2 separate regions of the Mus musculus genome follow, and region 2 is linked to region 1. The links are chromatin contacts, called in public HiChIP or PLAC-seq maps. All regions are on one chromosome and are shown on one strand. Each heading gives the region's core, a stretch centred on a gene start, on an enhancer-like site or on the middle of the called end of the contact. The rest is flanking DNA. Distances are from core to core; before and after follow the strand shown. Region 1 overlaps Mcu (mitochondrial calcium uniporter). Region 2 overlaps Micu1 (mitochondrial calcium uptake 1).

Region 1 (7,256 bases), core at 276-2,775:
CCAAAACCAGAATTTTGTTCTCCAACAAGCCATTCTAGAAACATCTGCTGGCCCTGATTTACTTCCGGCTTGCCCCTTTTGTTATCAGGGCAGCTACTCTCTTTGACCCAGTCCTCCCATGAAACCTATGTATATAGGTGTGAAAAAAATAAAAATCTACATTCTCAGACTAATGACTCGGCTAAGCAGATAAAGGTGCCTGCCACAAAGCCAGATGACCTAAGCTTGACTCCTGGGACCCACATAGGAAGCAGAGACCTGAGTTTCTCAAAGCTGACCTCTACCTCTGTCTGTGTGTTAGAACACACGTGTGTCACCCCCTTATCCCCACCACCACCAATAACAACAACAAAGAATGTAAAAAAAAAATCTGAATTCTGTAGCTTCATATCTGACACGCTTTAATATTGCATATTATCATGGGAACTTATTTTTACTTCCGTTAGTTCTAAGAAACAACAAGAACTACCTTATTTATCCACAGAGCTTTGCACTTGGGTCTCCTAAGTATCAAATAAAACAAATTAGTATTCGAGGTTCATCTCTTGAATCAGGATTTAGAAATATTCAGGAGTACTAAAATGCCACTTTATAACCCTCTAAAATTGACATTACCTACCCTTTTTAATAGGCAAAGTCAATACTATGGCGCACATCCTATCAATTATCCCGGCTTGGTGTGCATGTGGAAACATACAGTTTGTGCCCATCGCTGTGCTAATTACATCAATATAAGCAGTGAAGAATCTGTAACCACCCATGCAGTTGGTTCTCTATATTTTCTCGCCCTTGGAGGTGCACTGGGAAGAATGGAGAGTCAGAGGATCCTGCTGCAGATTCATTTACACAGTTTATAAATCACAGAGATGCGAATTCTGAAGGCAGATCATTAGTAAGAAGTAAACTGCACAAATCAACATTTATATAGTTTAGTCTCCTCATCAAAATGGAATTTGGGAAAAGTCAGTCTTCCAGATGACACAGAACTTTCAAGGGCAGCAGGCAAGGACAATGGCTACTGTATAATATCAAAAGCACTGGAGATGCAGCTCGGTGGTGGAGCATCTGCATAGCGTGTGTAAGGTGTGAGTTCAGTACCTGGCAGTACACTAAAATCAAATCACAAGTGGAGCCGTGTTATAGAGCTAGACAAGGTTCTCTGGCCACAAATGACTCCATCATCTTAGTATCTTAACACCCCTCCTCCATGAAGACAGTCTGTAAGCCGTGCCTGGCCTGGATGTCTTCCTACCAATGGCTACTTCCATTCTGTAGGACACAGAGTAAAAAGATTCAGACTCATTTTGTGATTTAAAATGGGTTCCATATTAAACCTGGAGGCTTTTAGGGAATGTCATCTCAGGATGGGATCCCTGGTGTGCTGATTGCTTCACACTGAGAACACTTGGAGGCCAGCCAGTGCAAAAAGAAGCTTTTCTCAGAAATTCCAGGAGGGTGGAACACCTTTCAGGCACAGCAGGGGCATTACCATGATAATCAGAGCGGCTATGAGGACCTCCCAAGATCCGGCCTGTTTTCTCCCAAAAGAGGGTACAGATAGGTTCGTGAACCTCACCTGAGACTCCAGCCACTCCACCATCCCCATGTCCTCTCCTCTACCCCAAGTTGTATATAATTCTGTCCTGCTGGATATGTTCTTGGATGGAACAAGCGGTCACCAGTTGAGAAAGTTTAACCAAGAGTGGACTCTCCGTAACTTTTGGCAAGTCCTGCCTCTGCTGGGTGGGGCTTTCCAGTGATGTAGCTCTCTTAAGTCACCCACACACAGTCCTGTAGGTAACCCCTCTCCTCCAGTACAAAAGCTTGGGGCTGGCAAGCATAGGGAATGGTTCAGCGACTCCACTTGGTCTGGGCTAGGCACACAGGCCTCTGCTAATACTGCACTTGGCAACCTGAAGGCCTTACCTGCAGGTACTGCACAAACACAGCCCTCTCCAAACATGGAATACATTTCTCATACTGAACATCAAATCTGAGACAGAACACTCTGTTCGGCTATGAAAATGAGATCAACCAAACTAGTTTTGGTACACGAGCAATAAGTAAACTATGCTGGTGTAAGTGAAGTTTTAGAAAGAACCCACTATTTGCTGTCTTATGTCTGAGTGAGATTAGGTATACATGTGATAAAAAAAAAAGCCAGATGCATTATGGGAAATTCACAGTAAAGAAATAGATACATAATGCAATCTATCAAAGATAGAGAACCACCCAAAGGATGCCCCGAGTGACTAAACGGCAAACGGCTCCCTTTCCCCTTTTTTTGGTCCCATTCGGAGAAGCCACAGACATTTGGGGCCTTGAGAACCTTAGCCCATGGGATCTGTTGTCAGTCTTGAGAGTGTGTTCCTGTCTAATCTATACTTGCTTCACTGTGAATACAATGTTATTGTCACTTTTGTCATCTAGGTAACACATTATTTCAACTCTTTGAATAAAGAGGCCCTAGGCCTGGACTCAATAAAGTCAGTGGATGAACTTGGGTGGAATGTGTCTCTGGTCTGTTGCTGATGCACCTATCTGGCTTGGGTGAACAGACATTTGTTAGCCTCAAGAAAAGCTCAGCTGGGGCTGGAGAGATGGCTCAGCTGTTAAGAGCACTATTCTAGAGGTCCTGAGTTCAATTCCCAGCAACCACATGATGGCTCACAACCATCTGTAATGGGATCTGATGCCCTCTTATGGCGTGTCTGAAGACAGCTACAGTGTACTCATTATACATATAAAATAAATAAAATCTTAAAAAAAAAAAAAAGAAAGAAAGAAAGAAAGAAAGAAAGAAAAGAAGAAAAAGAAAGAGAAAAAGAAAAGCTCAGCCAACACATCCCAGCCTAAAGCTTAGATCCAGAAGGAAAAAAAATCTTCAATGGTCTTCAATCCTGGCCCTGAGATTCCACCAGCCAGAGAAGACTAAATGTTTCTCTGAAGAGAAGAGGACAATCCCCGTGCGGAGTCTGGCTTTGACATCCACTATCGTCCTTCACCTTCACAGAGAACCAGTTACAAACCAGTGTGCTCTCTAGCCCTTCACGTCCCCTGAAGATCAATCCTTTCCTCACACTGACCACACCCCACCTCCCTTACAAAAGGACTGTGCGAACCTCTATCCTCATTGGCTCCTTAAATACTACAGTAAAGTGAATACACTCATAAATCTGTGTGCTGCTTCTGCTAGTCATTTACCCACTGTCCGTTCACTTCAGCAAACCATCAGAAGACAGAGGGGAAGTTTCGTTATTGATAGTTAGCATTTACACACGTTTAAATTTGAACTACAAAACATTAGTGCCATTGATCTTCCAACTTCACTAATTGCTACGTAATCTTAAGTGAGTCCATTAACTCCCTTGCTGAGCCTTCTTTCTCATCCATAAAACAAAAAGTTGGATTAACTGAAGCCTAAAATCCTTGCCTAATGCTAGCATCCTAAAATGGCAATAATCTTTGCACTCTGCCTGGCATCCTAGTGAGATCCAAACAAGTAGGAGATGAATAGAAAGAAACGGGGCATGATGAAAAAGCCTTTAAAGAGCTAGGCCTAAACCTTAGCCCTACCCTGAATTAACCATAAGACTGTGGATAAGCCTTGCGTGCCTTATCTTCAAAGCTGGATAGGAATGTCTATTATCTAGGTTTCTTTCTTTATGAGGATTAAATCGTAAAATACATTTGAAAAATACATCTAGGTCTTGAGGGAAGGGCCATAAGTCACGTGGTTTGATTCCGAACACCAAAAAACAAACAAAAAACAAACAAACAAAAAACCCTCCTAAGACCTATAATGGCTTCTTCACTCAGTGAGTGCTCACTGTATGTCCCTTCTCTCAAAGCCTGACTTCTAGCATCATAGCATGATTTTTTTCCTTGAGAGCCATTTCTTTTTTTCTTTTCCTTTTTTTTTTGTTTTTGGTTGTTCGAGACAGGGTTTCTCTGTGTAGCCCTGGCTGTCCTGGAACTCACTCTGTAGACCAGGCTGGCCTCGAACTCAGAAATCTGCCTGCCTCTGCCTCCCGAGTGCTGGGATTAAAAGTGTGTGCCACCACTGCCCACTTTTTAAACCAAGACTTTTAACTTGATGAGGTATGAAGAGTGCCTCAGCCTGCAGTGACCTGAGTGGGTAGGTTAAGCAGTAGCAATGGTTTTTCTTTCTCTTCTGGAGGCTAGAAGGCTCAGGTCAGGGTTCAGCAGGCCTCAGGCTAGTGAGGGCCCATGGCTGAAGGACAGACAGCTGCCTTCCAGCTGTGTCCTCTTCAGCAGAAAGAGCTTCTGTGTCTCACCTGGAAAAGCTCACGTATCTGTGGTGCAGGCCTCATTGTTAGGGCCCATTTAACCTTTATCATCTTACAGGTCATGTCTGCCCACAGCTACAAGATCAGGGCTTCACTGAATGATGCAAGGAGACCTTAGAGACCTTCCATCCATAAGAGTATCAGCCCATTGCTGTGCTGAGGGCTCTTCTTATCTTAAGGCATAATGGTCATTAAAACTTCATGCTAAGTTTTGAAGATGAGCAGAACTATTAGCCTACATGCAGACTTGGGGAGCAGAAAGAAACACACTTGATAGGGAACAATTAGCTAGGCTACAGATTTGGGGCCTTGGAAGCTCATTCTATTAAATATTGCATTAAATTTTTTTTATAAATGCATTATTTATCATTGTCTTCACTCACATTCAAACTCTGATTTCAAGAGAAAGTTTAAATATTATTATGGAAAAGGGATGCTAAAGCAATAAGAATCACTGGGAACTCGAGGGACAGACCGAGGCAGGGGCATCTCTGAGTTCGAGGCCAGCCTGGCCTACAGAGTGAGGTAAAGGACAGCGGACTTTCTCTGTCTTTCTACACAGAGAAAGCTGCCCACCAGTGCTTATCAGGGAGTCTCACCCAACCACAGAGGACGGGAAGGGATGGATTTCACAAAGATGCTTCAGTTTCACCAGGTGGACAGACTTTGTGTGTCACCTCTCTGTGTACTAGTACACACCCACATCTGTGGACGCAGAGGTCTCTTTAAAGGTCTCATGATCTCTTCAGACTACTTTTACCAGCAAAGCATACATTATTACCCTCTCTTCAGAAATGTGTGTGTGTGTGTGCGTGTGTGTGTGTGTGTGTGTGTGTGTGTGTGTGTGCGCGCGTGCTGCTATTCTAATTTTTAGTGTATTTTCCCCTACTTTTATCCTTTAGCACCGACATGAAGGCTGGCACCTCAGAGAAAATGTGCAAAACTCATATTCAGAAATAGCAGTTTCTACAGTTTTCTGTACTTTGGGGGAGGGAGGGAGGTGGAGCATATTGTACTTGCCCTTACCCAATCAAATAACGTCCTTCCTCTCTGAAGTGCTGGGCTCCATGTGCAACCTCCTTGCTCCCCCCTTCCTGTGTTTCTCCAGCTGGAAGAGGTGAAGGTGGCGACTTCCTGTTGTTAGTCTCTACATTACCTCACTACATGCTACTTGGCTCCCTCAATGCCTGCGTTAGAATTCTCCTGTTACAAATCCCTTCTGCTGTAAATGCCAGAAATGGATTCTCTTTTCTTGATGAAACCCTCACTAATAAAACCATCTCCTTGACAATAAACCACTCAAGTGTTTTCTGAAATGTTTATTTGCTTTTTCATCATTTACCTTGCTATCATATAATTCTTTCAAAAAAAAAAAAACCAATCAAACCTTTAGGTCAGGGATTAAACTCAAAACTCTGATGTTGTGGGACACACACCAAGAGAACTGAAGAAGAGAGAACAAAGCAGCCAAGAGAGATCAGAGTATGAAAGGGATGGCCAGGGCCACTTGGGTAATATGCTAGCTTTACCAGCACACACTCAGATCAACAAGTCTCAGAGTGCGGCTCTGGATACGAGCGGAGTACTATTAGGAAGCGCTCAGAAGGGATACTGCCACAAGCCACAAGACTCCCATTCACCCAATAAATTATAGCATCTCCTCAGCCTCCCAACAGACAAAGGGCCCAGAAGAAAACAGTTCATGTGTAAGTAATTGTTAGTGGCTATAATCTGGAGCAATGTGTTGAAAATGCAGTTCTTTAAACGCTAACCATCCAAACACACACTGATGGCATCAGAGCACACAAACACTATCGCCTCAATGGACGGAAAACGCCATATGGTTGTGGAAGCCTGGCGTTTAAGAAGTGGTTTCAGAGAGCTGGGGACATAGCTCAGTGGTAGATCATTTGCATAGCATACACAAGGCCCAGTATTGCCAAAAGATAAAAATATAGAATTGGTTTCAGTTGAAAGGGCTGTCCTTCAACCAAGGACTCTGAGAGAATCTTTGCAAATTCTTGTTGGGTGCCCACGTGTTGCAAGAAATACTTCATTAGGATGCAGATGATGTTTGCATTTCAGCAATTCAAGCAGCCTTCTGCTATAGGCCGTGTCCATAAACTCATAATGATTGGATGTTAATAATACTAACAGAGGAATTGCTTCACCAATGTACCTAGCTATACCAAAAATAGTGCTTCAAGTACCCATTTTTCCAAAGGTCAAATATAAAAGTTTAAGTGCTTCTTATTAAGCAGTGTTTTAGATATTTAATTCATTGGGATAGGAACATAATGCCTCCTTTAACATTACACACCAGGCCGAAAGACACCAAGTAAACTGCCTTGATTTACAGCTATAGGTTTATTCTTGTAACCACACTATATAATGCCCTCTTAGTCAAAGTCACAAGGCTAAGTAGAAGGTCAAACCAAGAATGTGTATAACTGTTGAGCCACATTTAATGAAGAACACAATTATTGAAATCCTAAAGACTTTGACATCATTCTCAAAAAGAAAAAAAAAAAAGTGCTTACCCAGGGAGAGTAGGGAGGAATAACTCAGGACCCCAATGTCATTTGTAATTTGACCAGTATGTGTTATACAAAGGAGCATGAGGAGAGTTTAAACTCAAAAGAATTTACATTGAACTCTCTGCTTCCCATTAATTGGACATTTAGTAATAAGAATCCAGTTCTGGAATCAGACCTGCATGGATAACCCTGGCTTTCAGGTCATCAGATTGAGGCATTTGGTGTACCCCATAATGAGCTACTAAGATATCCATCCTGGAGAAAGGACACATGCTAGAAGAGACAGCAAACCACAGGCTCCCAAGTCAGTGAGGCAGGGTGGGGGTGGGTGGGGAGCCAGGCCAGAAGGAGGTCAGCTTCCTAACTAGCTCACACAGGGGAACCTTTTTCCTTCAGGCAAAAATGTTTC
Region 2 (6,799 bases), core at 347-2,846, 260 kb after region 1:
CTAATCCCAGAAGGCAGAGGCAGGTGAGACAAACCAGGTCTACAGAGTGAGTTCCAGGACAGCCAGAGCTACACAGTGAGACCCTGTGTTCAAAGGGGGGTGGATGTGGGGCTCAGCAAAAATTTAAAAACCGGCACTGTTAATCTGCTTTTTTATATTTTCTTTTTAACTTAAGACAGCATCTCATTGAGCTCAGAATGACCTTTGTTGCGTAGCCAAGGATAACCTTTAATGCCTTACCCTCCTGTCTGTACCTCCCTGTGTGCTGGGACATATACTATCAGATCCGGTTTATAGAGCCGAAGGGGGCGTGGGTGTCGTGCATGCTCAGCAACATTACCACATCACCTGAGCACACCACCAGCCTTTCTTCCCCTCGTGTAGTTTTGTTTGGGGGGTTTTTTGGTTTTCTTTTTTTGGTTTTTTTCTTTAGGACAGGTTCTTTCTATGTAGTCCAAGCTGCCCTGGAACTCACCAGGAGCCAAAGTTAGCTTGAAAGTCCGTCTGCTTCCCTCAGGTTCCAAATTCGGCATCAGAGCTGTAGACCGTGATCTGCTCTTCAGTTCAGGGAGCTGATCACTGCCGTTAAACTCCACCATTAAACTCCACCGTTAAGTGTCTTTTAGTATTTGAGGTGATGCTTCCCTGTTCAAAATACAGAAACCATGAGTGAGGCCTAGTAGGTAACAGCTGTAATCCCTGCATTCCAGGTGTGAGGAAAGAGGATAAAAAGGTCATGGCCAGCCTGGTCTATGAAAGGGAACTTTGGGCATTATAGTCAGACTTGGTCTCAAACAAAGGAAAATAAAGAAAGTACAGGTGAATATTTAGTTTCTTACCTTACCAGGAAAGAGTTCTTAGGCATAACCAGTTTTTTTTTTACCTACATATCTAGCTATAATGAAGATTTCCATACATAAAATAGACCTAAACAAAGTTAAAAGATAGTCCAACTGAGCAGAAAAATTTACCGTCCTTTAACAAAGGGCAAACATTTTTATCTTATATTAATATCACTGTCCCTATTTTCATATGTATGGGTGTTTTGCCTGCATGTATGTCTGCATACCACGTGGGACTCTCAGACCGACAGTTAGACCCCTTCTTGGTCTGACTAATGATTTTGACTCATGATTCAGTCAGCTGATTTGGTCACAGTCCCAGTTTCCATCCTTCTAATTGTGTTAGGGTCCAGAGTCGCCACACAAATCAATAGGAATACCAATCTCAATTAAGCAAGAGTAGTTTCTTGACTGCATACCTTAATACCGGTCAGACCAGGGTCATAACTCAGAATTATCTAAACTATGACAACAGACATCTTTTTCTGTCAGCTTATAAATAATAATAATAATGACAACAACAATAATAATAACACAATGAGCTCATAGACAGGTGCGAGAAGTGCTGCCCAGTGGTCAGCTCTGACTCAAGCCATTTTAGACAGAACAGTTCATATTGACCTTTAACTTGATGAGTCCTACATAAAGCTTTGTGGAATTTCCTAAGATTAACAACCCTCATACAGAACATAACAGGGCATGTGGTCAGCATGACCCTGCTCTGAGTCAGGTCACTTCTCTGTGTCAGCAACTGGCAGGCATGTTACAGCAACAGTATGAAATAGCTGGTGGCAGGCATGGGACAAAATGGCTACAGCTATACTGTGGGGGTGGGAGGTGGGGAGTGGGCGGGGCGGGGCGGGGCGGGTCAGATCTCAACAATCCACTGGGGCAGGTCTTAAATCCACAGGCTCAGTGATCTTCCCTCCTCAACCTTCCATGTAGTGAGGACTGTAGGAGCGTACCACATTTCCCAGGCCCAACAAAACAGCCACAGAAGACAAGCAAGGTTTACCCTGGAGCACTGTGTGAACCAGGCTGGCCTCCACTTCAGAGGTCTGCCTCCTCAGCACTGGGACAAAGGCATGAGCCACCACGCCCAGCCTTGAGTGCTGGAATTAAAGGTGTTAAAGGTGTTTGCCACCTGGCTCCAGCTTAACCAGTCTTTTAAAATGTAAGAAGTCTTAAGATTTGGAATTGAAAAATATAGTTTAGTTTAGGCCAGGCATATCATGCAGAAGTAAAATAATTTCCCAGCATGCACAAGGACCCAGCACCACAAAACCCAGAGAAGTGTAGCAGTTTAGCTAATACTCTGTAATGTCATGGCGACTGGGATCATCCTGTTAGCCCTTGCTGAGCAGTGAGCTGTGGTGCCCGCATTCCAGACTGTAGACCTTCTTTCTCCACTTGCCAGGAGACAACCTGCACCAGACAGTAAAGATTCCTCTTGTGTTGAGAGACGCCCGTCCATTACATAAACAGATTTCAACTCAAACTTTAAAATACGTCACGATTCCCTTAAGAGGAGGGCTCCCATAGAGAATGGTGCCTGTAAGCCTTTTTCCTTTTCATGAACTAGTGGTATGAAACTCCAGACAGAAAGAACAATGGCACAGAGGCCCTGCCGTTCTGTCCCACTGAAGAGCACAGATGTGTCTGGCTAAGTGGCCTGAGGTCACTGTGCAGTGTGGCTCTGTGCGGTTCAGAAGCTAGGAAAGGCCTGGGGAAGCCTGTCATTCTGAAACACGGATATAGGGAGGGATTTGCAGAGGTTGTAACTGTACAGAGGAGCACACGGGCTTTCCTCATCCCAGAGTGCAGCGCCCTCCAAAGCCTTTGCTGAGCAGTGACACACTCTCAGACACTGATTTCTCTCTCCTTCTACTCGTTTTAGCCTCATTTTTTGGCACTTGTAATAAAACATGTATTTTTTTCTCCCTAGCTTTTCATCTTCCTCGGGTAGATAGATAGATAGATAGATAGATAGATAGATAGATAGATAGATAGATAGATAGGTATCATATAGCTAAATGTATATTATCTGTCCTTCCAAAAGACTAGCCCTCCTGTCACCAAGGAGCAGGGGTGGGAAGGAAAGGTGCACTGTGTTTAGAAAGCCAGGAAGAATCTCCCAGTGTTCGCTGTCTTCTCTTTTTTGGCCCTTCTTTGTGGCCCTGCAGCCCCTGGGGTCAACAGGAAGCTTGTATGCGGTTGAGAATGTGGTCGCGGCTGCATAGGGAAGCCACAAGCCTGGGCAGCTGCCTGTGAAACATGGGTAGGCAGACAGATGGTCAGTGATGTGCTGGCCTGCCTGCGCACGTTCTTCGCCACAGGGCGAAGGAAAATAGAATCCCTTAACTGTCACTGAAGCAGAGCTTAAGGGACCCCAGTTTAAGTGGGGCATGTGTTTGCTAAGTCGTGCAAGCCGGTAATGCAGACTGCTTCCAAGATACACAGTTGTTTTCTGCACTATGATAATTTTGTAATTACCTGGGTCTCTCCTTGAGGCCCTCGGTGACCTGGAGGACTGATTACATGCCTGTGACACTCCAAGGGCGCACCTGCAGGTTTGTCAGGATTTAACATATCCTGATTGATATGAGGCCCCCAACACACATACAGTAGAGGGCTTCCAGGTCTAGGTTCATTCAGAGATGATGCACCTAACCCTCAAGAGACTGGAGGCCCCAGGGAGTTTAGAGGTCAGATGGGGTGGAGGGTGCGGGCATCCGTGTGGAGACGGGGTGTGGTGGGGAGGAGGTGTGGGATGTGGAGCAGTTGGAGGGTGGGAGGGGAGGGGTGGGGAATGGAATATGGGGTGTAAAAAATAAATTACAAATTAAATTTTAAAAAAATATGTGGTGGTTTGAATAGGAGTGGCCCCTGTAGACTCATTAGAATGCTTGGCCCATAGGAAGTGGCACTCTTAGGAGGTGTGACCTTATTGAAGGAAGTGTGTCATCACTGTGTAGGAGGGCTTTGAGGTCATCTATGCTCAAGCTCTACCCAGTATGGTTGCACAGTTGCCTGTGCTGCCTACAGATCAAGATGTAGCTCTCTCAGCCCCATGTCTGCCTACACACCACCAGATATCGCACCAGTGATGACAATAAACTAAACCTCTGAGCCTGTAAGCCAGCACCAATGAAATGTTTTCCTTTTTAAGAGTTGCCATGGTCAAGGTGTCTCTTCATGGCAACAGAAATGCTAAGAAAGAATACAAGATGGGAGTCAGGCATGGCGGGGCACACTTAGAGAGCTGAGGCAGCAGGATCATGAGGTTGAGGCCAGTGTGGGCTGCACAGTGAGAAGTCTATGTCAAAAAAATAAGTGTACACATGATCTCTCCAGCCATGTAACATCTATCCATGGCCCTTGACATTTTAGTCAGTAGATCCCCGAAATGCAGTCCTCAAAACTCCCAAACTACCATTTAGTAGGTCTTCAACTTTAAAATGTTGAACAAGTAGAATGTTTGTGTCTGTTAGCAGATGTAGTGTGTGAAACACCTACCACCTACCTTCCCCCCCCACACACACACACGCCCTCTACCCCCACCCCACCCCACCCCACCCCACCGCACCCCTGCCAGCTTGGCCTCATTTAAGCCCTCAGAACCTAATGGCTTGGGGCTGGAGCTCAGTGTAGAGCCCTTGCCTGGTATGCACAAGACCCTGATCCTCTGCAACATGAAAAACCTCATTAGGTAGCTTTACCCCAGAAGACCCCGTAGGCTAAACTGAGAGATGCTGGCTGTCCAAAGTGAAAGCATAGAGCTGAAGCCATGAGTTTTGAAGTCGGCCAGGCTGCAGAAAGGACAAATATTGATGTTTAAGCCTTTTGGGTTCTAATTGCTTGATAATAGTGGAACATGTTACCAAAAGCCAAGTTTGTGTCTTCAAAAACTAGTAAAAATACTAATTTGAGCATTGAAATTGCTACTTGAGGCTCTCCCCTAGAAACTGCCCTTGAAACACAACAGAGGAATGTTTGTGCCTTTAGAGGGTGGAAACTGAAGGCTTTTCATGAACCCTGAGCAAGCCAGCCGCTGTCAGGTTTACAAACAAGAAGCATTTCAACTTCGAATCTGCCTTGTTCCACCCTGGTAGGGAGTTCCAGAAAGGCAGGCATGTCTATCCAGATCCTCCAGGCCAGCCCAGAGAGCCGCGGGGCACAGCTTTGGGGTAGACCCTGCCTGTAAATACATTCTGTATGGTCAACTCCAGCTCAGCCATCTGACCCTACGGGAAACCTGCTTTAAACAGTGCAAAACGTTGCCCGCTTTCAGAATTTTTATCAGTTCCTCCGTTTTGTTTCAGGATGGCAAATTGAGCCATAAATCAAACTTAAATCGAATCCCCCCAAAACTTTGGGTTTTGTCAGAAATTAATCAGTTCTGTGCAAGAGACGGAGTGACGGATGGGAACTGCTGTGGGCCCGAGTGGGAAAGGAGCCTCTGGCCTGTGGTGGTGATGTCGATTCCTTTGCAGGAGGAGTTGTGCTTTCCTTCAGCCGGCTCTCGGCCCCGCCCCTCCTCCCCACTGTTGTAGCTTATTCAGAATATCAGGGTGCTGCCCTGAAGGTTGCAGAGAAGTAGGGAATTTTGTGAATCCAGATGGACTACATCTGCTAACCCAGCTTAGTCAATTGCACGTTGCCTCAGGCTTCTTGTCTGCAAAGCAGAGCCAAGAAGCTCCACCGACCTGACAAAGATTTAAATGAGAGAGTGTACGGGGAACTTCTGGAGTGAGGTGCATGCGCAGTAAAGAGTTGTTATTGCGGTGTAGTTCTTGTGGCTTGTATACTCTGTGACTCATGAGGGAGGAAGCAAGACTGGAAAGAATCTACTCTTGGATATTTCCATTTTTATCACTGTCTTACATGTGTCATCTGCCTAGCAGAGGTCCCCAGGGATCTTCCTTCCCATGCCGCACGGTGACTCACACAGTGCTGGACAAGGAGAAGACGGTGGGGACATGCTTGTTGACATGAACTTACTTAGTACCATCTGACATCTGTGAACTCCCTCTCAGGAGAGCAGATCAACCCTGCCATGTGGGAGTGTGAGGACATTCTACCATCCTCCTGTCCTTTTGGCCCCTACTTGGCCACTAGGCCTACCCTGCCTTTTATAATTATTATTATTATTATTATTAGCCTTAATCAGCACTAGAGCTGGGCAGATATCCACCCTCTAAGCTATTAGAATCTATTTCCCCATTAATAACCCTGAGTTATAATTCTCCATGTTTCGTCTGAACTGCTCTTAACTTCAGTTGGCCAGTCCTCATAGCCATGCTTTCATGACTCTCCTACCCATGACATCTTCTTCTCCCATCCTCTCCCTCTCTCATGGTCTCCTCAGATCCCAAGCCTGGGAACTCCAAGCCCTGCCTATATCAATTCTGCCCAGCTATAGGCTGTAGGCATCTTCATTCACCAATCAGGAGTAACTTAGGGGTCAAGGTGACATTGCATCACTTGAGTCTATGTGCAGATTTTCTCATCCTTGGGGGCAACCAGGCCTTAGGGACCAGTATTTAGCATTATAATACATTATAATAATATAATTCTAATACATAGCAAAAGACCAAACCTCAACATTACGTGTTACATATTACATAGAACTAACATTGCAACTGGGACCAAGAGAGCTTCCTTGTCCTGTTTCTAAATGAAATCTCAGTGCTCTGATAAGCTTAGATTAGCTCAAGGTTCTTTGTCTTGTTACATATTTCTCTTAAGCATTATTGATGTCCTATCATTCAGATATCCTTTTTGAGAAAACTTGTTAATTACATTACGCTTGTTTGAAATCCTTAGGGATCTATTTGATTTTTGCATAAGCATGATTGATAAGACTTAAAATCCTTATTTTAAGTCTTCTCTAAGAAGCAAGGTCATGGATGATCTTAGAGACTGGTTATTACTATTAATGTATGAACTCTCGAACT

What was found. HiChIP or PLAC-seq counts read pairs in DNA pulled down with a chosen protein or histone mark.
Region 2: an H3K27ac HiChIP or PLAC-seq map of embryonic stem cells shows a contact between it and region 1, with 15 read pairs. The contact joins two enhancer-like sites. A contact is called at or near these places in 4 of 39 promoter capture datasets (the HPC-7 cell line, cranial neural crest, frontonasal cranial neural crest and 1 more), 1 of 15 datasets of contacts at CTCF or cohesin (the NIH/3T3 cell line), 2 of 484 Hi-C or Micro-C datasets (bone marrow-derived macrophages and nephron progenitors), 5 of 115 datasets of contacts at active chromatin or transcription factors (all in embryonic stem cells) and 1 of 9 other capture datasets (embryonic stem cells).

The regions. Positions count from the first base shown.
Region 1 is chr10:59,557,321-59,564,576 of GRCm38.p6, forward strand. All of the region lies in intron 1 of Mcu (mitochondrial calcium uniporter), which reads right to left. Among named protein-coding and RNA genes, the nearest start is that of Gm40671, 15 kb to the right of the region's middle. Within about 2 kb of position 1,526, at least 11 of the 459 cell types and tissues checked have an H3K27ac peak or open chromatin away from gene starts, as enhancers often do. A contact at or near this core is called in embryonic stem cells, where this site is marked.
Region 2 is chr10:59,819,960-59,826,758 of GRCm38.p6, forward strand. The region is part of intron 8 of Micu1 (mitochondrial calcium uptake 1); the gene reads left to right. Among named protein-coding and RNA genes, the nearest start is that of Gm23803, 5.6 kb to the left of the region's middle. Within about 2 kb of position 1,597, at least 28 of the 459 cell types and tissues checked have an H3K27ac peak or open chromatin away from gene starts, as enhancers often do. A contact at or near this core is called in embryonic stem cells, where this site is marked.